7 separate regions of the Mus musculus genome follow, and all the other regions are linked to region 1. Evidence: chromatin contacts called from public HiChIP or PLAC-seq and promoter capture Hi-C data. All regions are on one chromosome and are shown on one strand. The core of a region is the stretch at or near the end of the contact, and the rest is flanking DNA. Distances in the headings are between cores, read along the strand shown. Region 1 holds the start of Msh5 (mutS homolog 5). Region 2 holds the start of Prr3 (proline-rich polypeptide 3). Region 3 holds the start of Atat1 (alpha tubulin acetyltransferase 1). Region 4 holds the start of Psmb8 (proteasome (prosome, macropain) subunit, beta type 8 (large multifunctional peptidase 7)). Region 5 holds the start of Ppp1r18 (protein phosphatase 1, regulatory subunit 18). Region 6 holds the start of H2-Ob (histocompatibility 2, O region beta locus). Region 7 holds the start of Ddr1 (discoidin domain receptor family, member 1).

What was found. Promoter capture Hi-C pulls out the DNA fragments that hold promoters and counts their contacts. HiChIP or PLAC-seq counts read pairs in DNA pulled down with a chosen protein or histone mark.
Region 2: a contact with region 1 is called in a promoter capture Hi-C map of cranial neural crest. The contact joins the promoter of Prr3 here to the promoter of Msh5 in region 1. A contact is called at or near these places in 1 of 39 promoter capture datasets (cranial neural crest), 1 of 484 Hi-C or Micro-C datasets (B cells) and 1 of 115 datasets of contacts at active chromatin or transcription factors (pancreatic cancer cells).
Region 3: a promoter capture Hi-C map of erythroid cells shows a contact between it and region 1, with 8 times the contacts expected there. The contact joins the promoter of Atat1 here to the promoter of Msh5 in region 1. A contact is called at or near these places in 3 of 39 promoter capture datasets (cranial neural crest, erythroid cells and frontonasal cranial neural crest), 1 of 115 datasets of contacts at active chromatin or transcription factors (pancreatic cancer cells) and 1 of 9 other capture datasets (liver).
Region 4: a promoter capture Hi-C map of pre-B cells shows a contact between it and region 1, with 2.1 times the contacts expected there. The contact joins the promoter of Psmb8 here to the promoter of Msh5 in region 1. A contact is called at or near these places in 3 of 39 promoter capture datasets (cranial neural crest, liver and pre-B cells), 1 of 484 Hi-C or Micro-C datasets (B cells) and 2 of 115 datasets of contacts at active chromatin or transcription factors (bone marrow-derived macrophages and memory CD8 T cells).
Region 5: a FOXA1 HiChIP or PLAC-seq map of pancreatic cancer cells shows a contact between it and region 1. The contact joins the promoter of Ppp1r18 here to the promoter of Msh5 in region 1. A contact is called at or near these places in 4 of 39 promoter capture datasets (the C10 cell line, the HPC-7 cell line, cranial neural crest and 1 more) and 2 of 115 datasets of contacts at active chromatin or transcription factors (bone marrow-derived macrophages and pancreatic cancer cells).
Region 6: a promoter capture Hi-C map of liver shows a contact between it and region 1, with 3 times the contacts expected there. The contact joins the promoter of H2-Ob here to the promoter of Msh5 in region 1. A contact is called at or near these places in 1 of 39 promoter capture datasets (liver) and 1 of 9 other capture datasets (macrophages).
Region 7: a contact with region 1 is called in a FOXA1 HiChIP or PLAC-seq map of pancreatic cancer cells. The contact joins the promoter of Ddr1 here to the promoter of Msh5 in region 1. A contact is called at or near these places in 1 of 39 promoter capture datasets (cranial neural crest) and 1 of 115 datasets of contacts at active chromatin or transcription factors (pancreatic cancer cells).

Annotation. Positions count from the first base shown.
Region 1 is chr17:35,044,731-35,048,335 of GRCm38.p6, reverse strand. Msh5 (mutS homolog 5) reads left to right here and starts at 1,591. Exons shown (of 25, transcript NM_001146215.2): 1 at 1,591-1,636; 2 at 1,949-2,105; 3 at 2,283-2,406; 4 at 2,962-3,042; 5 at 3,160-3,222. The coding sequence starts at 1,962.
Region 2 is chr17:35,977,740-35,981,344 of GRCm38.p6, reverse strand. It overlaps Prr3 (proline-rich polypeptide 3), which reads left to right and starts at 2,050. Exons shown (of 4, transcript NM_145487.4): 1 at 2,050-2,218; 2 at 2,902-2,964. The coding sequence starts at 2,107. It overlaps Gnl1 (guanine nucleotide binding protein-like 1), which reads right to left and starts at 1,390. Exons shown (of 12, transcript NM_008136.2): 1 at 1,098-1,390; 2 at 563-728; 3 at 147-283; 4 at 1-38. The coding sequence starts at 1,170.
Region 3 is chr17:35,908,386-35,911,990 of GRCm38.p6, reverse strand. It overlaps Atat1 (alpha tubulin acetyltransferase 1), which reads left to right and starts at 1,923. Exons shown (of 13, transcript NM_001142744.1): 1 at 1,923-2,062; 2 at 2,500-2,560; 3 at 2,641-2,732; 4 at 2,843-2,903; 5 at 3,025-3,138; 6 at 3,327-3,428. The coding sequence starts at 1,956. Mrps18b (mitochondrial ribosomal protein S18B) reads left to right here. Exons shown (of 7, transcript NM_025878.2): 6 at 513-572; 7 at 1,035-1,611. The coding sequence ends at 1,324. It overlaps Gm16279 (predicted gene 16279), which reads right to left and starts at 2,256. Exons shown (of 2, transcript NR_167681.1): 1 at 1,898-2,256; 2 at 1,471-1,788.
Region 4 is chr17:34,196,323-34,199,927 of GRCm38.p6, reverse strand. Psmb8 (proteasome (prosome, macropain) subunit, beta type 8 (large multifunctional peptidase 7)) reads right to left here and starts at 1,733. Exons shown (of 6, transcript NM_010724.2): 1 at 1,383-1,733; 2 at 548-695; 3 at 246-357. The coding sequence starts at 1,529. It overlaps Tap1 (transporter 1, ATP-binding cassette, sub-family B (MDR/TAP)), which reads right to left. Exons shown (of 11, transcript NM_013683.2): 11 at 2,703-3,360. The coding sequence ends at 3,154.
Region 5 is chr17:35,864,882-35,868,486 of GRCm38.p6, reverse strand. It overlaps Ppp1r18 (protein phosphatase 1, regulatory subunit 18), which reads right to left and starts at 1,872. Exons shown (of 3, transcript NM_175242.1): 1 at 1-1,872. The coding sequence starts at 1,252. Nrm (nurim (nuclear envelope membrane protein)) reads right to left here. Exons shown (of 4, transcript NM_134122.2): 4 at 3,087-3,605.
Region 6 is chr17:34,237,133-34,240,737 of GRCm38.p6, reverse strand. H2-Ob (histocompatibility 2, O region beta locus) reads right to left here and starts at 1,833. Exons shown (of 6, transcript NM_010389.3): 1 at 1,676-1,833. The coding sequence starts at 1,766.
Region 7 is chr17:35,698,649-35,702,253 of GRCm38.p6, reverse strand. It overlaps Ddr1 (discoidin domain receptor family, member 1), which reads left to right and starts at 1,664. Exons shown (of 18, transcript NM_001198833.1): 1 at 1,664-1,823. LOC115488883 (a small nuclear RNA gene) reads left to right here and starts at 2,945; the gene lies at 2,945-3,051.

The DNA of each region.
Region 1 (3,605 bases), core at 342-2,841:
AGAGAGATGGCTTCCATGAAGCCTTATTTCCCAGACACCTCCTTTTTTCCCTCTGGTCAGCAAGTGGCCAGCGGGCAATCTGCTCACAGTTAGATCGCTGGGAGAAACTTTAGATTCAAACAGGTTTGGCTGCCTCTCTTGGCTGTCTTTATGGCCGCAGCTGCTCTGATCATCACTATTGACTGTGGCTGCCTGAATTGCTACGCACACACAAATGCGTTATCTTGCCTTTATTTTCCAGGCTGCTCTGTCCTGGGATCACCCAGCAGTGCTCCTGGATTTGAAGCCAGGACTGCATTAAAAAAAAAAAAAATGTAGACTGCCATCTTATCTCTGAGCTCCCACTTCTTCTTTCTCCAGCTCTTCTTTTCTTCTGCTGCCTTCTCTTCCTGGGTCTGATCCCTTCCTCTTCTTGGTAAACCAGTCCCTAATCTCTTCATACCCCAGAATGGAAGGTGTGTCCCTCTCTGCCACTCCCCAGAGCTGTCACCAATAACCTCTTCCAGGTTTCCATAACTCCATTGCTCAATAATTTGCCAAGAGTAACCATTAACCCAGCCCTTAGACCTGCTCCCCTTTGGAGATGATTTTTCCAGTCGCTGATCAGCAGAGCCAGGTCACCTCATGCCATTTCTGAACCTCAGGCAGGATCTTAGTTTAGTGTAGCTAGGACAGTTTTTAAAAAATTATGTGGTGTGTGAGTGTGAGTGTGAGTGTGTGTGTACAAGCAGCACAGGTATGGAGGACAGAGGACAATCTGGGTACAAAATTGAAGGTACTTTTACCTGCTAAGCCAGCACTGAAGTTTTTGTTTGTTTGTTTATTGTTTTGTAAAGTATGGTTTTTTTTCTTTCCCTCAGAAACTCCTTCCTTCTCCTTCTTTCCCATCCAGATGGATCATCAGTCAGAGATACCCTGTGTCCTTAGGGGTGAGAGGACTGTAGTATGGTTGTATGTGTTCTAATTAGGTCTACTTTCAGAATTTAGTGTCTTTCAGATACTTATACTTCCTCTTCAGGGGTTCCAAAATAATCAAGCCCCGTGTTGCTCCTGTGGTTGGTGATCATCTCCTGCAATCAGGAAACAGGCAAAGTAGGTCTGAAACAGGAGTTAGTTCTTACTTCCACTTATTTATTTAAAACACTCATGTAGCGCTTACTTTGTTTGCTGGGCACTGTTCTGAGTTTTTTATAAATATTAACTTAGTGGGTACAAATATTAACGGAGTTGTTGCTGTTGGCACAGGTTGAATTAATGTTGCTTCTCTCCACTCTTCAGGAAGGAGGAAGACTGCCTCTGGCCCTTTAAGGTCGGCCTCCGGGCTCTGGCCTTCTCCACCGTGGCCCAGACCCTTTTTCCAGGCGGGGACCTTAGTTTAGGGCGGGCTCCGCCCAACATCAATCAAAGCTCTGCGACACGGCTGCTTAGCAACGGCAGAGGGCGGGAATTTTGAACACTCTAGCACCGCCCCCAATGCAAACGGACCAATCGACATCTAGCGTCCTCACCGCCTTCCCGTTGGATGGCTAAGCAGACCCTTTCAGCCACTAAGGGGGCGGGGCGAGCGCGCGCGGCCCACGCCTACAGGCTGCAGGCTTGCGGCGGTTGGTCAGGGAGGTGGATCGTCGCGGCTGAGGTGACGGAAAAGGCGGGAAAGTGCTGCGAATTGGCGGCTCCAGTGGGGTGGGGGTGGGGGAGGGGGTGGGGGTGGGTCAGGAGAGCGCGCTGCGGCTGTAAGGGCGTGGGTGGCGGGAGAGACTTGACGTGACAGCGCGCTCCGTCAGAGCTTCCAAAGCACGGCTTCGAGTGACAGGAATGAGGGTGGGACAGTAGCTCGGAGCTGCTCCCAACCTAAAGGGGCAGCCCCCGCGCCTGTCCCCTGAAAGCCCGCGCACCAGCCGCCTGCTGAATGCTGCTTTTGGACCTCCTTCCCCTCCCATGTCCTCAGAGTCGCCGAGCCCATGGCTTTCAGAGCGACCCCAGGCCGGACGCCGCCGGGACCCGGACCCAGATCCGGAATCCCCTCAGCCAGCTTCCCCAGCCCTCAGCCCCCAATGGCGGGGCCTGGAGGTATCGAGGAAGAGGACGAGGAGGAGCCCGCCGAGGTGTCCGCGGAGTTGGGAGGGCTGGGAGAGGCTGAGCCGACCCCGTTTCACGTTGACTAAACTCCCCATGAGTGCCTATCTCCGAGATTTGGTTAAATGATTAATAATAAGGGATGACCAATCCATGCCCTTCCGAGGGATTCAGATATCGATCCCCTTTCCTTCCTCGCGGGACAGATCCATCTGTGCGTGCTGTGGAGCTCGGGATACCTGGGCATTGCTTACTATGACACTAGTGACTCCACTATCCACTTCATGCCAGATGCCCCAGACCACGAGAGCCTAAAGCTTCTCCAGAGAGGTGCGACAGAGCCCTGCATTCCTCTCCTCTGGGGTGGGACGTGTGTTCACTCATACATCCTCATGTAGTTTATAGTCACCTGATTTAGGAATTACTTATTCAACACAACTTTATTAGGTACCTACTGTATGTGAAATGCTACAGATTTTGTCCCTGGCAAACCATGATTTTAGTGATAGTTTCCAGGACACTCTTGTTCCTTCCCACCGTGCCTTTACTAAGTCTCCTCCACTGCGCTCCCAGTGTGCAGACCATCCCTTACAGACATAAAATAACTTTAGTTTGGTTTTGGTTTTTTTTTGAGACAGGGTCTCACTATGTACTATGTGGCTCTGGTTTATCCTGAAACCTATTGTGTAGATCAGGCAGATTTTGATTTCATGGAGATTCCCCTGCCTCCCAAGGGCTGGGGTCAAAGGCATGTGTCACCATGCCTGGCTAAGATGATAAATTCTTGAGGAGAACAGACAGTGGCAGGAAGAGAGCCACCACTTTCCTCTTAGTCACAGTGGAGATATCCTTCGACTCATCAGGCACCTTCCTTCTCTCTTCAAGTTCTGGATGAAATCAACCCCCAGTCTGTTGTCACAAGTGCCAAACAGGATGAGGCTATGACTCGATTTCTAGGGAAGCTTGGTAAGGATTGCATAGAGAAGGGGAAATGGAAATAGACTACTAAATCTTTGGCTGGGAGGGAGCATGGGACAATGACAGGCCTGAACTGTACAAGACTGTGGCCTCTTGCCTCCACAGCCTCCGAGGAGCACAGAGAGCCAAAGGGACCTGAAATCATACTTCTGCCAAGCGTGGATTTTGGTAGCTCCTTCCTTTTATGTTACCAGCCCCCATCCCAGGGCCTCTGTCCTTTCTCTGAAAGGAGCTCCTATTATCAGAAACCTTGCCTCATGTACTCTTATCTGGAAGCTGCTTCCCACACCCCATCATGAGTCTCCCCGAGATCTCTCCTGCACCTTTACTATCTTTAGTACAACTTACTGAGAAACTATGGGGTTAGGTATGTGAGGAATGGGGGAGTGGAAGAAAATGGAGAGATGATACTCTTAAAAACAGTTTTGAACGTTGGAGCCAAAGTCCTTTGTTGCATTAAAAAGGAAACGGCACTGTTTCTGGGAACCATGGTCCATAAGGCACTCCCTACTTTGCAAACTTCCAGGTTTGCAAAAAGGACAGGAAATACA
Region 2 (3,605 bases), core at 801-3,300, 930 kb before region 1:
CTCATAACTCCAAGGAGGCCGCCGGGGAAAGTCCAGGACTGGGAAACAAGGAAAGAGACCGGATAAGCATGAGGACTTTTTCTGGACCCCTTCTCTGGCCAGCAAGTTCCCCAGGCTGATGGCATACACAAGTAGCCCCCACTCACCTGAGCCAGGCTGATACACTTCCCGGATATCCAACTCTAACACTTCAGCACTGACCGGCTGCAACACTTGCTCTCTGGCCGCTCTCTTTCTCCTCTCCACCTCCTCCCGGCTGTCCCGTTCAAAATGCAGCCGGTATCTAAGGGGAAAGGGACCACACATCTAGTGGAGTCCTGTGACAAACAATCTCCTCTTCTGACCACAAAACTGCAAAGGTTCCTCTCCTGGTTGTTCAAGTCTCCTCTAAACAAACTCTTGACAGTCCCCATTGGAAGGCAAGAAAGATTGTGGCCCATCCAGGGAGAACCACCTTCCTTGGCTTCCAGCCTCACTAGTTCCACTTTCAATCCTTCATCGGAAGCTTTTCCTAAGGGTGAGGGCGGGGAAACTGCGGCCAGCGCCCTTCTCCTTGGCTTACCGGTTGGGGTCGTAGCCTCTGGGCCCCAGGCCCTGGGAAGGTTGCTGGTTGAGCCTGCGGATATGATGGGTCACGGATTCCCCATCCGACGTGTCCGTCTGCTCCTCCCGCCGCTCCCGGCTACCGCTGCGGCTGTTGGAACTGGAGCGCAGCCCATCTTGGAGCCCTGAGGGGAGGGGCCGGTGACGCCGGTGTAGACCGGTTCTTAGGGGACCTAAAGCCCCCCGAGCCGGTAGGACAAGCTCTTCTTCAGCCGACCCAACTTCTCCAGAGGCTCCATCTTCCCAACCGCGCGCCCCAACCCCGTCCCGGATGGGCCTGGAGGTCGTCACAGCGCCCTGTGGCAGCAGCAGCAGAAGCAGAAGCAGAGTTTCCCATCCCCCACCCTCCACCCCTCCCCGTCCCGCCGCTGCGGGAAACCCCCACCGTGGCAGCCCACGCGGGATCGCGAGAGCCCACCCACCCACCCCCCGCCCGCGGTGCCGCGGCACAGCCCTCCTCCAGAGCTGCGCAGCGGCCCCGCCCCCTCCCTGACCTCGCTTCCGCTCCCGCTTGTCCTGCAGCTGCTTCTTCTTCTGCTTCACGCTGAAGGGCTTCTTCCTCGGCATGGCCCCGGAGCCCCGGCCCGCCCTCCGCCGAGCTCCCCGCCGCCGCAACTGACTCCCCGGGGCAGCCCCCGCCGGCGGCCCGGGGCCCTGGGGAGGCGGGGCCGCGGTGACGTCAGCAGCGAGCGGCGGGGAGCGGGGAGCGGGGCGGCGGGGATGCAAGCGGCGGCACGTGAGAGTCCGCGGGTCCGGGATGCACGGTGCGGCGAGCGGGAGACGCGCGTGGGAGGCCCGAGCCGACTCCGTCACGGGCGCTACCAAGTGGCAGTCGCGGGAGGGGGGACGCGTGTCACCGCCGCCCGGCGCTCCCGGGAGCTGCCACTCACCTGGCGGGGGCCGGGCGACGGGGCGAGGACACGCCCCACCGCGCGGCCGCCTGGAGAGGATGGCCCCTGGCGGGAGAGCCGGGACTGCGCTGGCTGCCCGGTGGACTGGCTGCCCCGTGGACTGGCCTGCGGCAACAGGACTCGGTAAGGAGATTGCGGAAGAGGCAGGTTCACTGGCCACACGTGCGAGCGCGGGTGAGGAGGAAAAGCGAGCGGGACAAGGACTTTTGGAGAGAGGTCAGAGAGCACGGAGTTGTGGCTGTAGTTGTTGCCATGGTAACTGGGGCCCGGATGTGGCGACCTTAGGATGCGACAGGCCTCTCGCGTGCCGCCAGAGTCCCGAAGCCTGTCCGGTGTCTCACTGGAATGGGGTGGTGCTTTCCCACGTGGAGAGGAACTGCACAAGGGGGAGCAAAGCTTCCCCACGCGCGCGGCGGGGTGAGCGAGGCACCTTGTAGGAGCGAACGGCCGCGGCACATCCACGACCTCCCGGAAGTGGCATGGTGGGCGCCTCGGTCACCCGGCCCATCGCCCACCCGGAAGCGGAAGGAAAGCTAGTGTGCCCCTTCCTCACTGCCCTCCAAATCTTGCTGCAGCCATTGCCGCAGCCGCTATGCCGAAACGAAAGAAGCAGGACCAGCCGCCGCCGCTGCCGCAGCAGCAGCAACATCTCGCACTGTCTGAGCGGGACGAGCCTGGAGATGAGGAGGATGAGCGCCCCATGGGTGAGGGGCAGGGCGTGCACACGCCTGTCAGCCGGCCAGGGGGCTAGGATAGAATGAAATGCGGGGGAGGAGGTGCCAACGGAAGGAGGAAGGGCGCACGCGTGGAGGTGGGGTGGGACGTGGTGGGGGAGGGATGCTGGTGGAACCTGGATTGAGGGCTTCGCTTGCTTGAACCCTCAACCTCAATCTGGCTCCTAATCCTTTCTGGAGAAGGCAGGGGAGGTGGCGGCTCGGCTAAACATCTGGCTTGCGCAACCGCAGAATGGCGGGGGGAGAGGGGTGGCAGCGATGTTACAGATTGTGATGATCGGGAAGACAATTTGTGACCACACTTCCACTGGTTAGGTCAACCTTCTGTGAACTACTCCCCCGAGGGAAGGAGAGGAGAAAAAAACTATGATGGGCCAACAGTTAAGGTGAGGGATTGGGGTACGTGGAATCACTGGCATGTTGTGGATGCAGCACTGTGAGGAAAGAGCTGTTAGAGACCTCTGTTACCCTCTGATGGACTCTCAAACAACTCTGCAGAGGGACGGGCAGATGGACGGGGTGAGAGTTTGCGGCACTGCTGAGTGGATATATGACTTACCTGGTTAAAAACTGAGTGTTATAAGACCACGTAAGGACGAGGTGATCAGTCCTTTGCACCGTTCTGATGGCTGTTTTCTCACGTCTGCTCTTAGGACCACCCAGCCTTCTGGGCCCTCCCCCCATGGCTAACGGGAAGCCTGGTGATCCCAAGTCAGGTGAGGAGAAATTGGGCCCTGATTCATGTTTTAAGCCCTGGAGAAGGGATGGACCCCTAAAGACTTAAACAAAAGCCCAGGGATTGTGTGTACCTAAATGAGGGATCATATATTAACCGTTTGGAAATACGGTGTTGTCAAAATGTTACTTTCCTTCCAGATTAACTCCTAGGTCTGTCTTTATTTGTGTGTAGAAATAAATGTTCTCCATTATAGAGGCTCTAAATGGGACACTACCAAGACCAAAGTGAGAGGGCATAGCAAGATTTAGTGAAAAGCTGCAGTAGCTATGACATTGTGGTTTTCACAGAATGTCAACATAAGTTCTTAACATGTGGAAGGATCAGGAGTTCCTGGCCAGCCTCTCCTGCAATAGCAAATTTGAGACCGGCTAGCCTAGGCTACATGAGACCCTATCTGAGTGCAATCGGAGGCCTGTAGATATATGAACACAGAATTCTGTGTAAAGATGAAATCAACGAAGTGGTTCTGTCAGTAAACAAAGTTGTCTCAATTGGACTTTTTTTGTGTGTAAAACTATGAACTTTGACTTTGTAATAGTCGTACCAAATAAAAACACCAATTCTAAGCAGATTGTAAAATAAACATTCTTATAAAAAGTTAACCATGTCTCATGGTCT
Region 3 (3,605 bases), core at 674-3,173, 860 kb before region 1:
CTTCCTTGTAAAGTTTTCCACCTATCAGTCTATAAATTTGTGTGTATGTGTGTGTGACAGGGTTTCTCTGTACAGCCCTGGCTGTCCTGGAACTCACTCTGTAGACCAGGCTGGCCTCGAACTCAGAAATCCGCCTGCCTCTGCCTCCTGAGTGCTGGGATTAAAGGCGTGTGCCACCATGCCCGGCGATATGTCCCTTTTGTCAGAGTTTTTTTGTTGTCAGCCTACAGAGTGGAGCTGGGAATAATTGCTACTCTGTCACATTCCCTAATTTGAAATCACTTCTTATAAGATCTTTTTCTGTGGATTTTCCAAGTCAGCCTTAACCACATTTGTCATTGAGTCATCTTCTGGCCCATCTGTAGGCTCTGTCATTCCATGACATCTCTGTAGTGGCTGGACATCCAGGCAGATACAGGTCAGGGCCCTGGGGCATTAAATGGTCAGCTGTCTCTGTGTAGAAGACTTGCTGCTGTGTGGGACGCTGTCCAGGTTGACGTTTCTCTCCGTAGGGGTCTGTATGAAGCAGCACAAGAAGCTGACCCAGGCCATCCAGAAAGCCAGGGAGTGTGGTAAGTGAGAGCAAGGGGCAAGGGTTTCTGAGGTGCTTACGTGCTCCCATGTCTATGAGAAAGTACTCAGCAGACTCCTAGTTTTTCCACGTTGGGTGAGTTGCTGGACTCGGAAGTAACAGCTGTAGGTTCCAGGCTACTAAGAGTACATATTGAGATGATCTTTCAGGAAACACAAGGAAGGAACATTCCTTCTTCAGACTACTCTGTCTCCTGAATCTTGACAGTCTTGTGTTTCTTGGTTCTGACCTGGCTTATACAGCACCTTTGCACGGATGAGTGAGGAGGGAGAGCCCATGCAGTGCCCTGCCTGTTCTCTGTCTCCTTGGCAGGGTGTGCTGTGTATGCGCTGCTGGAATGTGCTTGGTGGTTATGACTGGTCCCTCGACTTGTAGTGCCTTTTTCTTGTCTTGAGTCTGACCTGCCCTTCCTCATCCACCATTATTTCCTTTAACCCCGTAGGTCTTCTCAGTTACTACGTCCCCCAGGTTGAGCCCCGGGATGCTGACTTTGGTACTGTGCATGGAGCTGTCAGTGTGACTCCACCAGCCCCCACACTGTTGTCAGGTGAACCTTGGTACCCATGGTACAGCTGGCAACAGCCACCAGAGAGAGAGCTGTCTCGCCTTCGCCGACTCTATCAAGGAAATCTCCTAGAAGAAAGTGGCCCGCCACCTGAGTCGATGCCAGAGATGCCCACTACACCACCAGCAGAATCCTCCATTGAGCAGCCAGGCTCCCAGAGTGCTTAGAACTTGTGACCTGGGGAAGTCAGACCAAGGGAGTACTGTCTAGGGCTACGTGGTATCCTGTGTCCTGCAAAGGGTTCTGTTTTGTGACAGTGGCAGACCCTATAGGGAACTGGCTGGCATGAAGAGAACAAAGCACATTTGACGTTGAGGGGGACTAGATGTTTATGGGTAACTGGTGAGGACTTACATATAAACTGGAGACTCTTGTGTATGCCCTTGATGGTGTGTCCCTGATTTAAACCTCCTGGCTCAGCTTTTATACAATAAAGCTGTGTCTCTTCACCCGTTCTTGACTCCCTTTGGGCTGTCTGTTCAAAACGTGGGTGTGAAGTCTATGAGGTGGGGTGGGAGTGTGGTCTACCCGCAACTCCAAGGGGTGTGAGACTGGTTCTTCTGAAGGTTCCCTCAGCTGTTCACTGGGAGGGCAGGATACTTGGTTGCCCTGGCATCTCAGGGGCACAGACCTACAAAAGGAGAACTGTTGCTAGAGAAAAATGGGGTTTCCCAGGCACTGTGAAACCATGGTGGGGGCGGGGCGAGCCCTCGGGGCGGGTCCTAGAGATAAAGACTTACCGGCCCTCTTAGCGGAAGTGACGTTGTGTGGGGCGTGTCTGGTCCCGCACAATGGGCCATGGAGTTCCCGTTCGATGTGGATGCGCTGTTCCCGGAGCGGATCACCGTGCTGGACCAGCACCTGCGGCCTCCGGCCCGCCGACCCGGAACCACAACGCCGGCCCGGTGACATTTCAAACCCGACCCATGGCCCTTCTGTCCCGGTTCCTCTCCAAACCTGATCCAGGAACCACGCCCCCTTCTCACTGACTACTGGCCATTTCTCCTGCGGTCTTACTTGTGTTTTGGTGACCTTTGACCCTGGATCTAGCCGGGTTAATAGACCTACATCTGTAACCTTTCACCATCTGGCCTAATGTGGCCTCAACAAGAGGCTATAGTTGACCCGCCCTTCCTACCGCGTCACAGTAACCTTAACACGGGAGCTGTGAAACCAAAGCTTGGGATCTGGAGGGGTGAGGTGAGGTGGGAGGTGAGGAAGAGTTCCAAGCAAAGTCAGAGACCCTGTGGAGGAGCCTGGGTGGGAGCCAAGCAGGCTGCCAGGAATGACTTACACGATGCTGTAACCTAGCGAGTGTCTGACCGGGCCCCTCTCTCTGTAGTGTGGATCTGCAGCAGCAAATCATGACTATTGTAGATGAGCTGGGCAAGGCTTCTGCCAAGGTACGGGGCGCCTCTAGGAGGAGGAAAGGGAGATGGGTGGCAGATAAGGAGCCAAACAAAGTAGATCTTCATCTCTGCAGGCGCAGCACCTCCCTGCACCCATCACCAGCGCTTTGAGGATGCAAAGCAACCGGCACGTTATTTACATACTGAAGGACACCTCAGCCCGACCGTGAGTCTTACTGTCATTATTCCCTGTGAATCAAACTCTTCTTACCTCCCTTTTACAATCTCTCCCAGACAGTTGCTCCTGCCTGGTTCATTATTTCCCCCATCCCACAGGGCAGGGAAAGGAGCCATTATTGGTTTCCTCAAAGTTGGATACAAGAAGCTCTTTGTACTGGTGAGTGTCACTGCAAACTAGCCATTTGTAAGCACTGGTGTCAGAGAAGAAATGGGGGCGGGGTGGGAGACAATGAAGAAGATGCATGGCTCCTAATGAGTATGTGTTCTTGACCTCTTAGGATGACCGGGAGGCTCACAATGAGGTAGAACCCCTTTGCATTCTGGACTTTTACATCCACGAGTCGGTGCAACGGCATGGCCACGGGCGAGAACTTTTTCAGCATATGTTACAGGTACCCAACAACCTTTACCGATTAGTCAGAATAGATCTAAAAGGCTCTTCACCCCGAAGCTCTAGGAGGCCCTGCTCCATGGCCCACAGTTGGTCCCCTTTTCTCTGTATTCCCTTACCAGGCTCCCAGTATCCTGCTAGCATGCTCCTCCTACAACCCCTGCCCCCAAGTTTTCCGTTTTCCTGCAGAAAGAGCGAGTGGAGCCCCACCAACTGGCCATTGACCGACCATCGCCGAAGCTGCTCAAGTTCCTGAATAAGCACTACAACCTGGAGACCACAGTCCCACAGGTTAGAGGCTCTGCACCAACCCTGGAGACGCCTGGCTAAGTTCTACCTCGGGTTGTTTCCATGTTGTTTTAGACTTACCTCATTTTCGTGTGTTTGAATGCTTTGCTCACATGTATATACATGCACCATGTTCATGCCTGTACACACAAGTTAGAAGGGGGTGTCAGAACGTGGGAA
Region 4 (3,605 bases), core at 484-2,983, 850 kb after region 1:
CACCCTGCAGGTTAAGTGACTGCCAGATTATCTGGTTTATAAGCAGGGACCCAGGCTAGGATTTGGGAGATTTTTAATCACATGAAGGAGATATATATATATATATATATATATATATATATATATATATATATATATATCCCTTATGGTTGCTAAAATGGATCACCCGATGGGGGTGTAAGTGACCTGGGACATGGTGGGGACGGGGGAGGGGCTGAACAAATGAGATGATAAAACCGGCCTACCTGCACTCCTTGGCCAACAGCCTCTCCCAGTACTGGCAGTCGGCTGCACAACCAGACATGGTGCCAAGCAGGTAAGGGTTAATCTCGATCACTTTGTTCATCCTTAAGGAGCCTGGAAGAGTTTTGAGATCAAAGAAATGAGCCCACAGCTCCCCACCCACCCCTCACCCCCCATCCCACCCCCACCCTCAGTGTGCTATAATGCCAGCTCTGTCTGAACTTCGGCCCAGGCCTTCTGCTCTACTGAGGGAACAGCTCCACGAGTCGGACCATTGGAGCACACATGGAGCACACATACTCACTAATGTAACTCCCTGCAGTGGCCCTGGAGTCCACAGCCACGATGACGCCATGCTGGAACTTGAAGGCGAGTGTGGTTGTGCCGTGGGCCATCTCAATTTGAACATTCCTTTCCTGGTCACCACCAAAGGACCTCAGGAATGCGGTGGGCTAAGAGATGCAAGAGGCAGAGGGGCACCTCAGTGCTAGGAGGCTCCTGGCAGGGTGGCAGAGTGAGGAGGGGTCTGCAGACTCTAGATGTCAGTAGCTCCGAAGAAAGAAAAGCAGGATTTAAGCCCACCAGCTTTCTGCTTTCCAGCACGTGGGAACAAAGGTCATGGTAGGCGACTTCAAGGTGTTTCCTAATCCGTGGCTCCTTTGGTTCTCGAAAGCACATTTTAATAACTTGCTCTCATTTTACAGTAGAGGGGCTTGAGACCTAGGCCATCTAATGTGTCGTAGGACACACAGGGTGGGTTGCTGAGACCAAGTAAGGCCACCAAAGTTCATAGGTCTTCCAAGACAACTGTACAGCCCCTGTAGTAGTTAGCAGTGAGTCTGTGGAAGGCATGGTGGTCTGTGCACTGTGTCTTGGGATTGGCACCAACCATCTTCTCAGTCTCGCTGTCTCAACTCCGTGCGTGACTCTCTCTCCTTCTGTCCCTCCCCCACCCCTTTCTCCCGCCTTCCCATGCCTTAATCTCCACGTTGGTTCTTCAGGGCTAGCCTCGATGCTGCTCTCCTGGACGGCCCCTCCTGGCGTCCTCACCTCCTCAGACCCAGGCAGACACTCCTTCCTCTGTGCCACCCACCACCACCCACCTCCTGCATCTCTCCAGAACGCCCTACAGTCCTCACCTGCATTCCCCGGGGAAGTGCGAGCTCCGGAGCTTGCGCGGAGAAACTGTAGTGTCCCGGGTCCGAGCGACCCCCGCTTCCCGCATCCAGGGCAGCCCACTCGGGCCGCTGCCCCCGAGCGGCACCGCACAGATCCAGTAACGCCATGACCACTTGGCCCCGAAGATCCGTCGACTCTGCGACAAGGAAGTGAAAGCGAAAGCCACAGTACCAAGGGGAGGGAACCAGTCCCCCACCCCCATCCCCTGCCCTTTCCGAGTAGAGCCCAGTTAATGGGTGTCTGAACTAAAACAATGTGTTGGGGACGAGTTTTCCTGCTGCCACATCAGTGAAACCAGCTAGAGAATGGGCTGTGGGGTGGAAGAAGAGGTGCGCCTTCGGAGGCCGCCTAGCAGTGGGGTGCGTGAAGACCCACAGGCGGGGGACGGGGGGGGGCATCTTCTGGGAACAGCGGAGGACTGAATAGGGTCCTATCTCCTAAAGAGGTTGTCTAGAACGTTGGAACCTGAGAGGAGTATTGAGCAGATCCACCTAGGCGTGCGTCCTGGGGATGGGGGCAGCACTCAAATAAATGAGCATCATTTTATAGAAACTGGAAAATGCGATAAATGGATGCACAGGGGTCTTTAGGTCCTGGGACAACCAGGAAAAAACGGAGAAAGACGAACCAAGGAGAGGACTCAGTCGGGCCTTTTCATGTGTCCCTCCTAGGGCCCCTCTTGGTTCAACAGTCTCACTACCCTGAGCCACCCACGAGGACGCGCCCTTGCCCGGGGCTGCTCACGTCGCGCAAGTCAGGGCTGCGCGCTCCTTCCTTGAATCCTCAACCCCACCTCTTCTTTGCAACCTTTATGGACATTATCTGCCCAGGAACTGCTGACGTCACACACCGGGCCCTCCCTGAATGGAAGAGATTTACTGGCTAATCCTATCCATTTCATTGAGATTATCCCGGCGTGTGCCGCTGAGGAGAAGATGAAAGAATCTGAACGGGCGGGCGAGGTTATCCAGTCTGATTTTCTGGGGTCCCCACCCGCGGCGCTACCGCGCTTCCTCCAGCCTCAGCGAGGAAGAGAAGGACTCCAAGATGCAGTTGCTGCTGCCTTGGGGTGCGGAGAGGGAGGGGCTGCCGCCCGGTCCAGCTCAGCACTAGGAGTCCGTGGGTGAGCAGTAAAGAGAAATGAGAGCCCCAGGAAATAAAAGCTGATGGACCCAGAAGTAAAACAGAATTCTGAAGAAGAACGGGACACTGTCCTGGGGGGGGGGGGGGGGCTGACTAACTCAGCTAGGACTTTGCGGGAGCTAAGAAACGGGAGAAGCCACAGTACAAAACACCAGTTTTATTACAAATATCAAACACCCATAGAACACCCAAATGCCAGCCTATGCCTTTGGTTAATTGCAAGCTGCTTGTCCTTTCTCTCTGTACACTTTGGGCGTTTCTTCTCATTCTATCACAACGCCACATAAACCAGGTTTGTGTGTGCATGCTGTGATACAAGCTCAGCACCGGGAGGGTGGAGACCGGAGATTTAGCAGCTCAGTGTTGGTGTGAGGTACCTGAAACCCCGTCTAATAGGGAGCGGGTCGGGGAAACACATTCGTGGTAAATTCCGGGTATCTCCTAGAGTTTACATTTTCTCATGTAACAAGCACCTCCGCTCCTCAACTGTCTCCGTGGGTGTGGTAATATCTTTGCTCCCAGGTTCTCTGTCACACAGAGTAGAGGACAGGAGGGGGACAGCACGCAGTGTGCAGTCCAGAGGCCTTGTCAGTCTGCAGGAGCCGCAAGAGCCTCTACCATGGCCCGGTAGCACCCTCCTCTCTTCATGAGCTGCAGGTGGGTGCCCTGCTCGCCGACAGAGCCTTCTCTGAGAAAGAGGATGTGGTGGGCCTGCTCTGCCAGGCTGAGCTGCTGGGTGATAAGAAGAACCGTCCGAGAAGCCCGCTTGGGGCTCTCATACAGGAGCCGCTGGACCTGGAGAAACACACAGACATTACAGTTCAGGGGACCCCTGTGCTTCCAGGGCTGGGACACATTGTCGATATCCCTGGTCTGCAGCACCCCTCCAAACCTATGACTTGTTAAGATGTCCTCACAAGAGGGGGGTACAGAGAGAGAGAGAGCGGAAGCATGATGGGGGAGGGGACTGAACAGTCTCTCATCTCTACCCATAAGCTGGGAAATTTGAAAAGGAAATTATTCTTCTCCCATATATTACA
Region 5 (3,605 bases), core at 623-3,122, 820 kb before region 1:
GGGCCGAGGGTGGGGGAGACAGAGGGGCTGGTGTTGGGGGCCGGGGTTCTGCCGCTTCCTCTTCCTGCTGTCTGGAGCCTTCCGTCCCAGAGTGCTCTGGTGGGAGGGGGGAGGGCCCAGAGCAGAGGTTCTGCTGGGCTCTCAGAGGCCTGCTCTGAGCCTCCGCCTCCTCCTTCTCAGCCTCCTCTTCAGCCTCCATACCAGAAGGTCCTGGGTGCTTCTCTGAAGATGCTGGAGGATCTGGCTTCTGAGTTTGTGTATCTATGTCCCAGGTCGTCCGTTCTCGAGCCTTCCCAGAGTTTAGGGTCCATTTCCAGCTTTCAGTGGGTCTCTGCTCAGCAGTCTCCACTTCGCTCGAGGTGATGTCTTGAACCTCCTTTGTCACCGGAACAATCCCTGAACTCAATTTCTCTTCCTCTCTCCCACACCCTTCCAAGTAGTCTTTCCTCTCTTCACCGGACTTCAGCCTCCACTCTGTGGCCTCCAGCTGTATCAAGCTCTGTTTCTGGGGTTCTCTTGAGTCAAGATTCCATTTATGGACATCTGTCGGGCTGGCCTTCTGGTCACCAGGCTCCCCAGGGCTCAGAATGCTTTCCAACACCTCCTTTCTCTTGGGACTGTCATCTCCAGAACCCGCTAATCTCAGACTCTCCTCTGGAGTTTCTCCAGGGCTCAGCCTCCATTTCTGAGCCTCTGCTGGTCTGGAACTCAGGTCTCTGGCCTCTGCTGGGCTCTGCCTCCAGTCTCGAAGAGACCTCGAACTTGACTCTTGGGCTCCCCCTATCACCAGCCTCCTATCTCTGGACTCCCGGGGACTTAGCCTCTCTTCTCTGGACTCTCTTCCCTTAGGACTCTGATCTCTTAAATTACCAGGACTTGATCTCCTTTCTAGAACCTCCAGAGGCCCAGCCTTCCTATCACCAAGCACCTCGTTTCTCTGCTGCTGCTGCTGTTGCTGCTGCCGCTGTCGCTCCTGTTGGATGAATCGATTCTGATGTACTGGTCCAATAGCCTCCAAAAGGACAGCAGATTCATCTGGGTCTGGAGGTCCAGCCTCAGCATTCCCAGGCACAGGGCTCCCCTCTCCAGGAGGCAGGCCCAACTTGGCTCTGCGTCGTTCCAGGATTCCCCTCTTCCAGGCTGGCATCTGGGACAAGCGATCCCGTTCTGCTTTCTCGCGGCCACGAACCGCTGCCTCCTCCTGCCTCCGCCGGGCTAGCAACTGTAGCTTCCAATCTGGGATAGCGGTCATGGTCACTGGAAGTGAAGGAGAGAGTATTGGGGGACAGGAACAGGAAGGGTAAGCTTCAGAGGAGCCCGGAGACTGAGAATGGGGGTTGGGGGAGGAAGTGATGCGGGAAGGGACGAAGAAGGGCAGGAGGGGACAGTGGAATTAAGAATGAAGATAGAGGAAGGCCGTGAAAGGAAGGACAGCAAAAGAGTCAGGAACTGAAAAACTGAAGAGAAAAGCTGGGTGCCAAGTTGGGGGTGGGGATAGTGGGAGAGGAAGAGTCGAGATTCCGGGCAGAGGCAGAGCTAGATTGGGGTTTGTGGGCACCAGACCGTCCCTAAGATATAAGAAAGGGGAGAGAGGAAAAGCAGGAGAGAGAGAGGAGCCGGAGGAGCCGGGGCTGAGAAGTGAGCGGATTCAGTCAAGACTGCCTCCCCCGGTACGCAGGGGGAGATAAACGGGAAGAACAGGGAACCAGACGGCGAAGGGCGAGGAGATCGGGCAGGAGGTGAGGAGGTGAGGACAGATGTAGAGGGCAGAGGTCCAGGGTAGAAGGGGAGACCGGGAAACAGGCAAGGGCGCCGGCGCCTCTTCGCACGGGGCCCCCGCAGCTCCCGGCTGCCTTCCCGGCTGCGCTCGGCCCCGCCCCTCAGTCCGGCCCCTACCCCACTGTCTTTCCCGCCCCCGAGGCGGGTCAGGGGAAATACCCTCCTTGGGGACTTTTGGTACCCGAGCAAGTGTGCAGCCCCGTACATTCCCAGAACCCTGGCGTCCAGCCGCGTTCAGTCCCTACAATCTCGCCGGCCTCCCCACCGGATACGCTCCAGAACTCGGGCGCGACGAGGACCCACATCACGCCTCTGCTGTCTTCCCCAACCAGGGAGCCGGCTCTCAGGGGACCTTGACCCAAAGGGTTGTGCACCAGAGGGAACTGAAGGGACAATCTATGCAAAAGGGGAGACACTCCAGGGAAGATCTGGAGCCAGGAGGCACTTCTCTTAAAGTGGGAGCCACATAGTCAACTTACACGCCTCGGGGTCCCTAGGAGGAGGTGCAGTGGAGTCAGGCGTCGGGAGAGAGGAAGAGGAGGAGAGAGGCGAAGGGAGATCCGGAGGGAGGGAGGGAAACAGAGGAGGAGGGAAGAGGGAGCCTAAGAGGAGGGACGGAGACGCAGACTGGGGGCCAGGCGGGGGCGGCGACCGCTTTGTCTACGGACAATGGGGCGAGGGAAGGGGGCGCAGGGAGGAGCCCGGCGAAGGGCGGGGCTTCGCTGCCCTCCTTCCCGCGTGGACTCTGGTGGGACTTCTCTCTTGCTGTGGCTATCCCCTCGCTCTCCGTTGTCTGTCTCCAGAGACCTTCACCCGCTTCCTTCCTTGCAGCCCCGAAGAAGCGGGGTGTCCAGACCCACTTCTCCAGCTGGCCGACCCGGGGCGGCGGCCCGTGACTCAGGCCCCCTGAGGGACATGGGGAGGAAGCGGCAGCTGCTTGGAGTCGGACCCGCCCTTCCCATCTCTCGCCGCTCCTCCCCACGCTTTTTCTTTCCCTAGCCAGTCTTTGTTACCGTGGCAGAGAAGGCGGCTGCCAGGCCCTGGGGTCTGAGGCAAAATGGCTTTGGGAGTTCGCTCTCCTCCCAGAGAGTTATTCTGTCTCCCGTGGGTTCCCTGATTTATACGCGGAGAAACTAATATTTGGAGGGAACAGGACTGGACGACTGAGAGATGGGGCGGGTCCATGGGGTGTGGCCCCAGCCTTGCGATCGTTTTAGAGTGCTCGGCTATCACCGCAAAAACTAGGTCTCATCTTCCTTCCCACAATTGGTTCTGCGGCTTGAGAGTCATGGACAGACAAGTGGATATCATATGTATAAAATTTTATTTTTTCTGCAGCGCATATCCTTTGGGAGAGCAGGGAGCCCTGAGTCAACCCGAGTTAAAATCGGGAGACGTCGCCTTAGGAGACCACACAGAGCTGTAGGGAAAGACCTAAGGAGAAACTAAGGCAGGAGTGGGGAGGAAGCACAGCCGCGGTACAAAAGAGCCACTACTTATAAACTTTCAGATAGGCCCTGACATAGCTCCCTGAGGTGGAAACATGGAAGGGAATCCCTGAGGTGCAGAGCCAATAACAGTGCCAGGGGAGTGAGTGCTCCCCAGTGTGAGCTGAGGTGCTCCCCTGTGTGAACTGACCCAGTGTGTGTGGAGGTCATGCTCTAAGAGAAAAGGAGACTCATGAGTTTTGTAACCATTCTTGGCTGGTGAGAGGCGGATCTTGAAGACCAGTGGAGGAAACTTTGAATAAGAATTCAGGATCAAGATTCAGGAACTGAGTTCTCCAGCAGGAGAGGGCACAGCCCCTTCAGGGCATGACTTCCAAC
Region 6 (3,605 bases), core at 584-3,083, 810 kb after region 1:
TGTCCCACCCCCATCTGTCCCCCACCCCAGTTTTCCCAATCCCCATCCCTAACCCCCTTGTCTTTCCTCCCCATTATTCCCCCACCCCTCCCTCACCTTGTCTCCCCATCCTCACCCCCTGTGTGCCCCCTGTCCCTGGTTCCCCTCGTACCTGTCCCTGTCCCCCACAGTCCCTGTGTCCTCCTTTCTCCCCCATCCCCATCTTCCCTGTCCTCCCCTCCCCCTCCCCTGTTATTCTCCCCCACCCCTTATCTAACACGTGGTTCCTAGGGATTGAACTCAAGTTGTCAGGTTTGGCAGCAAGTGGCTTTAACCACTGAGCCATCTTTCGGCCCATTCTATGTTTCTGAACACTACACTCATGTTGAAGGCAAACTTGGAATGGTATTCATGGGGAAGAAGAGGAAGGAGACGGGACAGGAAGAGAAAGACTTCTTGTGATGACAGCGTGCTGTGGCTCAGTTCTGTGCGCTTGAAAATGATAAAGCAGGCAGACCTCCATGAAGCGGCTAAGCTGCGACTTGAAGGATAATGAGCTGTGGGTCTGTTTATTCCTAAGCTCAGCAGTCTCCTCCAGCAGTGCTCAGCCACCCCCTGAGAATGACTTCCATGACCATCCAGGCCCCTCTGAGGGCCACTGAGTTCAGACGAGGTGCCAGCCTCCAGTCCCTCAGCATGTCTACCCTTCTCTGTTCCCTCTTTACAAGCTAAAGAGAAAGTATATGGGGTTTTCATCATCATCTAAAACTCCGTGCTGTTTTTTTTTTTCCCCATTTGTCAAATGGACGTGATAAACTCAGAGCGGTTTTTGTTCTCCGAGAAAACGGATGCCCCTCCTAGGCTTGTTCCTCTTCTGTATTTAATGAGACTGGCGTTAGAGGGGAGTCTTTTCTTAGCATATCACATCCTGTTTTCTGCTCACAAGCCTGAGTTTTCATGGTCTAGCAACGCTGGTGTTTGCATAGCCCGTCTCCCAGTGAAAAAACAAGCTGTACACAGCAACCTGAGGCCAAAGATAACTAACATACTCAACTTGTCTGAGCTCTCAACTTCACTCACACCTCAAAACTTCTCAGGACGATGCTGAACGCTAACCAGGAGCTTAATAGTTGGAGATGTGATTTCCAATTTCACCAGAAAGCCATAAAAGGAGTAGATGCTCGTAGAGAAAGCTCAGCTGCTCAGACTCCGGCTTTCAAGGTTCTAGTGTCTGATGTTGATGCACAAGGAGCCCAACAGGGGAAAATGTCTCCTTCCTCCCTCCCTCCCTCACTCCCCTCCTCACTCCCCTGGTATCTGTGTCTTGGGTGTGAGAAGACCTTTCCAGGCAGTTCTTTGTGGGTGCTGAGGAGCGCATGAGCTTCCTGGTCAGTGGGGGGGTGGGGGGGGCTCTTTTTTTTTTTTTTTGGTTTGTCAAGACAGGGTTTTTTTCTGTGTAGCCCTGGCTGTCCTGGAACTCACTCTGTAGACCAGGCTGGCCTCAAACTCAGAAATCCACCTGCCTCTGCCTCCTGAGTGCTGGGGTTAAAGACGTGTGCTACCACCACCTGGCTGGGGGGACTCTTTAAAGTCAGAGCCACTCTAGTCTGAGACTTTGGTCCACAGAGAATGGGGAGAGTTAGCCCCGTGCCAATTCCAGAAAACCACACCCAGAATCAAACCCCTCTCTTCTTACCTGGGGAGTCTCTGCCTTCAATCATGAAGGAATCCAGCCTCATGAGGTTCACCAACAGAGCCACCACCCAGGGGGCCCTCCCAGCGCCCATTCTGGAGGGGACAAAGGGGCAATGAAGAGACTGATACACCTATTTAGAATAGAGCTGTCTTCCACACAGCTGAAAAAAAAAATAGATAGGTAATTATGCAGCCTCCTTCACACTGTTAACCAATCAAGAGCGAAGACTTTGCATCATTTGTTGCTAGGCAGAACACTTTGCTAACACTGTGTGATAAAAGCCAAGAACTGGTTACCTGGAGAGTCAGTGTTGGCTGTTGAAATGTGGGAAAATGGACCAGCATCGGGAGAGAAAAGTCTACAGAGTATGAGGTCCTAGAACAAAGTAGGTTGTTTATTGTGTATTCTGCTGCCTTCACTTAGTAGGGTCCCTGAATTAGTCTGACCAACAGGTCTCCCTTCCTAGAGAGTGACTGACATTGACTGCAGAGGGTACTGAACTATGTAAATAGCTTTGTGGATTGTAGCTTAAAGGGGGTTGATGGCAGCTCGTCAGCAAAAGCAGAAGACAGGCTGTGCTGTGCCTTGTATGCCAAGCAAGGAGAGGAGGGAAGAGGAAAACAAAGACAGAAAGACAAACAGGAAGGCATAATTCTCAAAAGAATAAAATCGTGCAAATATACTCATAAAGACAGAATAGAAGGAAGCATTGGGGACCAAGTCAGTAAGATGGTGGGATGGGATTCTATAGAACACATTAGCTGGCAGAACGAGTGTAGCCTGAGCTACAGAGTGAGACCCTGGCTCAAAATGACAATAATAATAATAATAATAATAATAATAATAATAATAATAATAATAATAATAAATGACACTGTGCTGAAAATATTATGGGAAAAAGTATAAATTAATCGATTAATTGACCTCTGCTGCCTTGGTCAGGTTTCTGCTGCCGTGACGACCACCACAGCCAAAGCTACTTCACAGTAGCTTAGAAGGAGGCTGAAAGCTATTGAAGGAAAGGGCTTATTTCACCTTACAGCAGCTTATGTTCCATCACTGGGGGAGGTCAGGGCAGGAGCTCAGGGAGGAACCTCGAGGCAGGAACTGAAGCAGAAGGGAGCTGCTTACTGGCTTGCTCCACATGGCTTGCTCAGCCTGCTTTCTTAAACTGCCCAAGACTCTACCTCCCACAGTGGGCCAGGCCATTCCTCATCAATAAATAGTCAATTAAAAGAAAATGTCCTCTAGACTTGCCTAAGACAATCTGATGGGGACATTTTCTCAATTGAGGTTCCCTCTTCCCAGATGACCTAGCTTAGGTCAAGTTGACAAGCACACACACACACACACACACACACACACACACACACACACACATGCACATACACGTGCATGCATGCACAAAGTAAAATTAGCCAGTATACTTACCAAGATAATGTAATGATGTATATATTATGCATGGAATTTTATCCTATTGATATGTTTGTATACATGCATTTTAGCATCTAAGCAAGACATTGTGAGCAATGGCCAAAGATTTGTAATAACATCACCCAGCTACCTGCTGGTTCTGTACAGCCCAGAAGATAATCTATGAAAGCTGTGCTTTTCATTCAAGATGAATGTGTTCATTAAATGTATAGCAAGCAAAATAAATAGAATAAATAAATAGCCAGTAGCAGACAGAGGTAGCAGGTAATTATAACTTTAATTTTTTTCAGATCCTATTTTTTTATTTTTATAAGTACACTGTAGCTGTCATCAGACACACCAGAAGAGGGCATCGGATCCCATTACAGATGGTTGTGAGCCACCCCACCATGTAGTTGCTAGGAATTGAACTCAGGACCTCTGGAAGAGCACTGACTGCTCTTAACCTCTGAGCCATCTCTCCAGCCTCCTCAAATCCTATTTTTAGTGGTGGTCC
Region 7 (3,605 bases), core at 415-2,914, 650 kb before region 1:
TGATAAAGGGGCCAAGGCTTCAAGATTCTACCTCCCATGGGCCCTTCACTGGGCAGTGTGAGTCACGGGCGTGAGGGGCTGAAGCATTGCTAGTCCTGTCCCGGGCTTCCCCAGAGCGGCCCTCCTGGGAGGAGGGGCTGCCGCCAGCGCAGGTGAGGTTACTGGGAAACCTTGGCCCCACCCCCAGCCAAGCTCCACACCCCGCCCAGTCTCTGCAGGACCCAGATTTCCAATCGCTGTCTGCAGAGGGGTAGGTGATTTGGGGAGTCGGGGTGGGTGTCCCCTAAGGTCTAGGTGAAAAGGTCGTAGGCAGTTCTCCCAGTGGCCATGGGAGCCATTAGCAGGTCCTTCAGCAGCTGGAACGTCCCTGGGTTTGTAAACTGGAGACCCAGCCTGCCTTGGCTTCTCCCTAGGGGCAGCTTATCTTCCTGGTAGGTTTTTTGTGTGTACTTGTCTTGGTTTGTTTGGACTTCGTGTCTTTCTTGAGACTCTTTGGAAATGCTTTTTGGGTGTGAGTTTTGAGTCAGTTGGGATGTGTTTGTAACCGGGTGGTGAGACCGGAGACTTTACTGTGACCTGACATTATCCGGGGACTTGGCAGGTATGGGGGGGGGGGTGGCGTTGGAGAGAGGTAGGAATGACAGGTGGTGCTGAATGGGACGGAACACCTCCCACACTCCCACACTAGCTCTGTTGTCCTCCCTGCCTCTATCTCTCCGGTCCATGGCTCAGCAGCTCTCTCCGTTCATTGTCTCCTTGTATCCCTGGGTCATGCGTTCCTGTGCTTTGGGCAGTGTCTTTATTTTTCAGGGCGCCTATCTATCTTCCTCCCCCACCCCCACCTCGTCTTGGCTCCATTTTGCCCTTCTCCTTGCCAGAAGCCAGACTCTGCGGCTTCCACCAGGGACCGAGCTGACTGACTGGGACTGAGGGAGGCTTGCCTGAGAAAGACTGCAGAGTTAGCCTGGATGAAGCAGGGATCCCAGGGGGATCCGGAGCTTGGGGGTTTGAATCTCAGGGATCCTGAGAAGACAGGAGGGAGCTGCCAAGCTGGGGAGAGGTTCTGGAAGAAGGGAACAGAAAAAAGTTGAGACTAAAAGAGTGTGACCGGCTCTCAGACTTGGGGCGCGCGGGGATGGGGGGAGTGATTTAGGTTGGGATCCGGAGGAGGGGTGTGTGCCAAATGGTGACAAATGGGGTGGAGTGTGAACCTAGAGGGTCTGGCTAGACAGGTGAGCCCGGCTCCCTTCCCCCAGCCGGGCTGCAGCTCTCGCTCCGGTGCTGGGCCTGTGGGAACCCGTTCCTTCCTGCGTGCCCTGGGGCCGCTTCTCCGTGCTTCTCTCCCTCTCTCCAGGAACCGAGCCCAGAAAAAGGGGAGGAGGGACGGCGCCAACTCTCCCCACCCCCGAGCCACCGCGCGGGGTCCCTAGGGGGCTTAGCGGGCCCCTGATGGTGCTGCTGTACCCCAGCATCGGGGTGGCGGGGGATGGGCGTGCGGATCACCTAGTGGAGGCTACGCGCTGGGGAGCACTTGCAGGGCGGGTACCGCACTAGGAGAGGAGCGAGGGGCGGCGCCGGGCGTGGGAGCGCGGGCGCCGGGGCGGGAGTACCGGCGGGGGACGGGCGCGGGGAGGCGGCGCCTGGGCGCGATCCGGCCCCGCGCTGGCTCCTCTCCCCGGAACAGGCCCCCGACAGCTGCTCGCGGGAGCCGCCTCCCGACACCCGAGCCCCGCCGGCGCCTGCGCTCCCCTCCCGCGCCCCGCCGCCGAGGAGGCCCCAAGCCGGGGCCTGACGCCCGGGTCCGCCCCGGAGAGCCATGAGAGGTAGGGACTGAGGCGGGGACGAGCAAGAGGCAAGGGGAGCGGGTTGGGGAACCCCAGTTATGTTTGCTGCCCCGGGATTTTGACTCTCCATCCAAAGCAGAGGGTCCTGACTTTCCGAGAAACTATTCCGAAAAGAGAGCGAGGACCTCTCTTTTCTTGGGTGAGGGGAGAACCTAACTCCAAGAGGACAGGTGCGCGCATATGTAGCCCACTGAGTCATCCTATCGGTGCCTACCCCTCAACCTCCGGTGCCATGCTTACGGACATGCTCGGTTAAGCTGCCCAGGCCAGAGGGAGCCAGCCTGACGCCCAACCTACCAGACCAGCCACGCTCCGTGGTTGCCGGGTTGTGCCAAGAGACGAGGTCACCGCCCAATGAGCAACGCTCCCAGGCTCCCTTTCTGGCCAGGCAATTCTTTTCAGCACCCCCTCTCCCAGCCACCGCCCGGCTGGCCTACAACTGAGTGGCTGAGAAGGATGGAGGTGTGTCCAGACTCGTGTGGCACTCACTGTAGGGACAGGTCACACACAGTAGAATGCTTGAGAACAGGGAGAGATGGTCCTTGTTTTTCTTGCTGTTCTTCCCACCTGAGTCCCACCTGTTCCTGCCTGCTCTTGGCTTCCCTCTGGCTCAGTCACTCTGGATGTTTGGGGGTGGGTGGCTCCGTTCTCTGAGGATCCTGTACCTCAGGGCCTGCGTGTGGCTCACTTTGTCTTCTGATTATAGGAGCTTGTGTCTGCCGTTTAGTATTCGCTAAATGGTGAGATCTGACTTTATAGATTACCTCGGGGTTTGTGGCACACACCTGTAATTAGCCTCTGGTGATAAAGAACTGAAGGTCAGCCTTCCTTGGCATCGTAGTTGAACTTGAGACCTTGTCTCAAACAAAACAAAACAAACAAACAAAAACCCCAACCAACTATCTTGCTGTTAGGAGTACAGGTCTTTAGTTCCAGCACTCGAGTGGCAGAGGCAGGAGAATCTCTCTGAGTTCCAGGCTAGCCAGGGCTACACAGTGAGACAACAAAACCCAAGCAACTAACCAGTCCTTCTCCCCGCCCCAAAGCAACACAAAGAAATCAAACGCACACACAGAAGATGTCAAGATCTGTGTGGAGTGGTGCTGGCTTCGGCAACACATATACTAAAATTGGAAAGATACAGAGAAGACTAATGCGGCCCCTATACAAGCATGACACGGAAATTCATGAACGGTCCTTAATTTTTAAATGATGGAAGATGGAATTTAATGGAGGAGTTGTCTTTAAAGCTACTTGAGGTCCAGGTAATACTTAATAAAATTAGACAGGCGTGGTGGTGCACGCCTTTAATCCCAGCACTTGGGAGGCAGAGGCAGGCGGATTTCTGAGTTCAAGGCCAGTGTGGTCTACAAAGTGAGTTCCAGGACAGCCAGGGCTATACAGAGAAACCCTATCTCGAAAAAAACAACAACAAATAAATAAATAAATAAAAATTAAAAAGACCCCAGGGAAGAATGCAGGGTCCAGGAACAACAACAAAATCCTGGAGACTGTAGAGTCTCTCATGTAGACTATTTATCTCTCTTTTTGCAGAAAACGGGGGTGGGGGTGGGGCTCAAGGTGCTGAAGTGAGTTGAAACAGCCTTTCCAGGATATGAACGTCTTGGTGCAAAACTGAACTCCATTCTTTGAATCTAAACAGGATAGCGGCATACAAGAAAAAACAAAAAAGATCTGTACAGAGTGGATAGGAATTGTGTGAGCTGGTCTTGGTGGGACACAGGCCAATAGGGTGTGCTG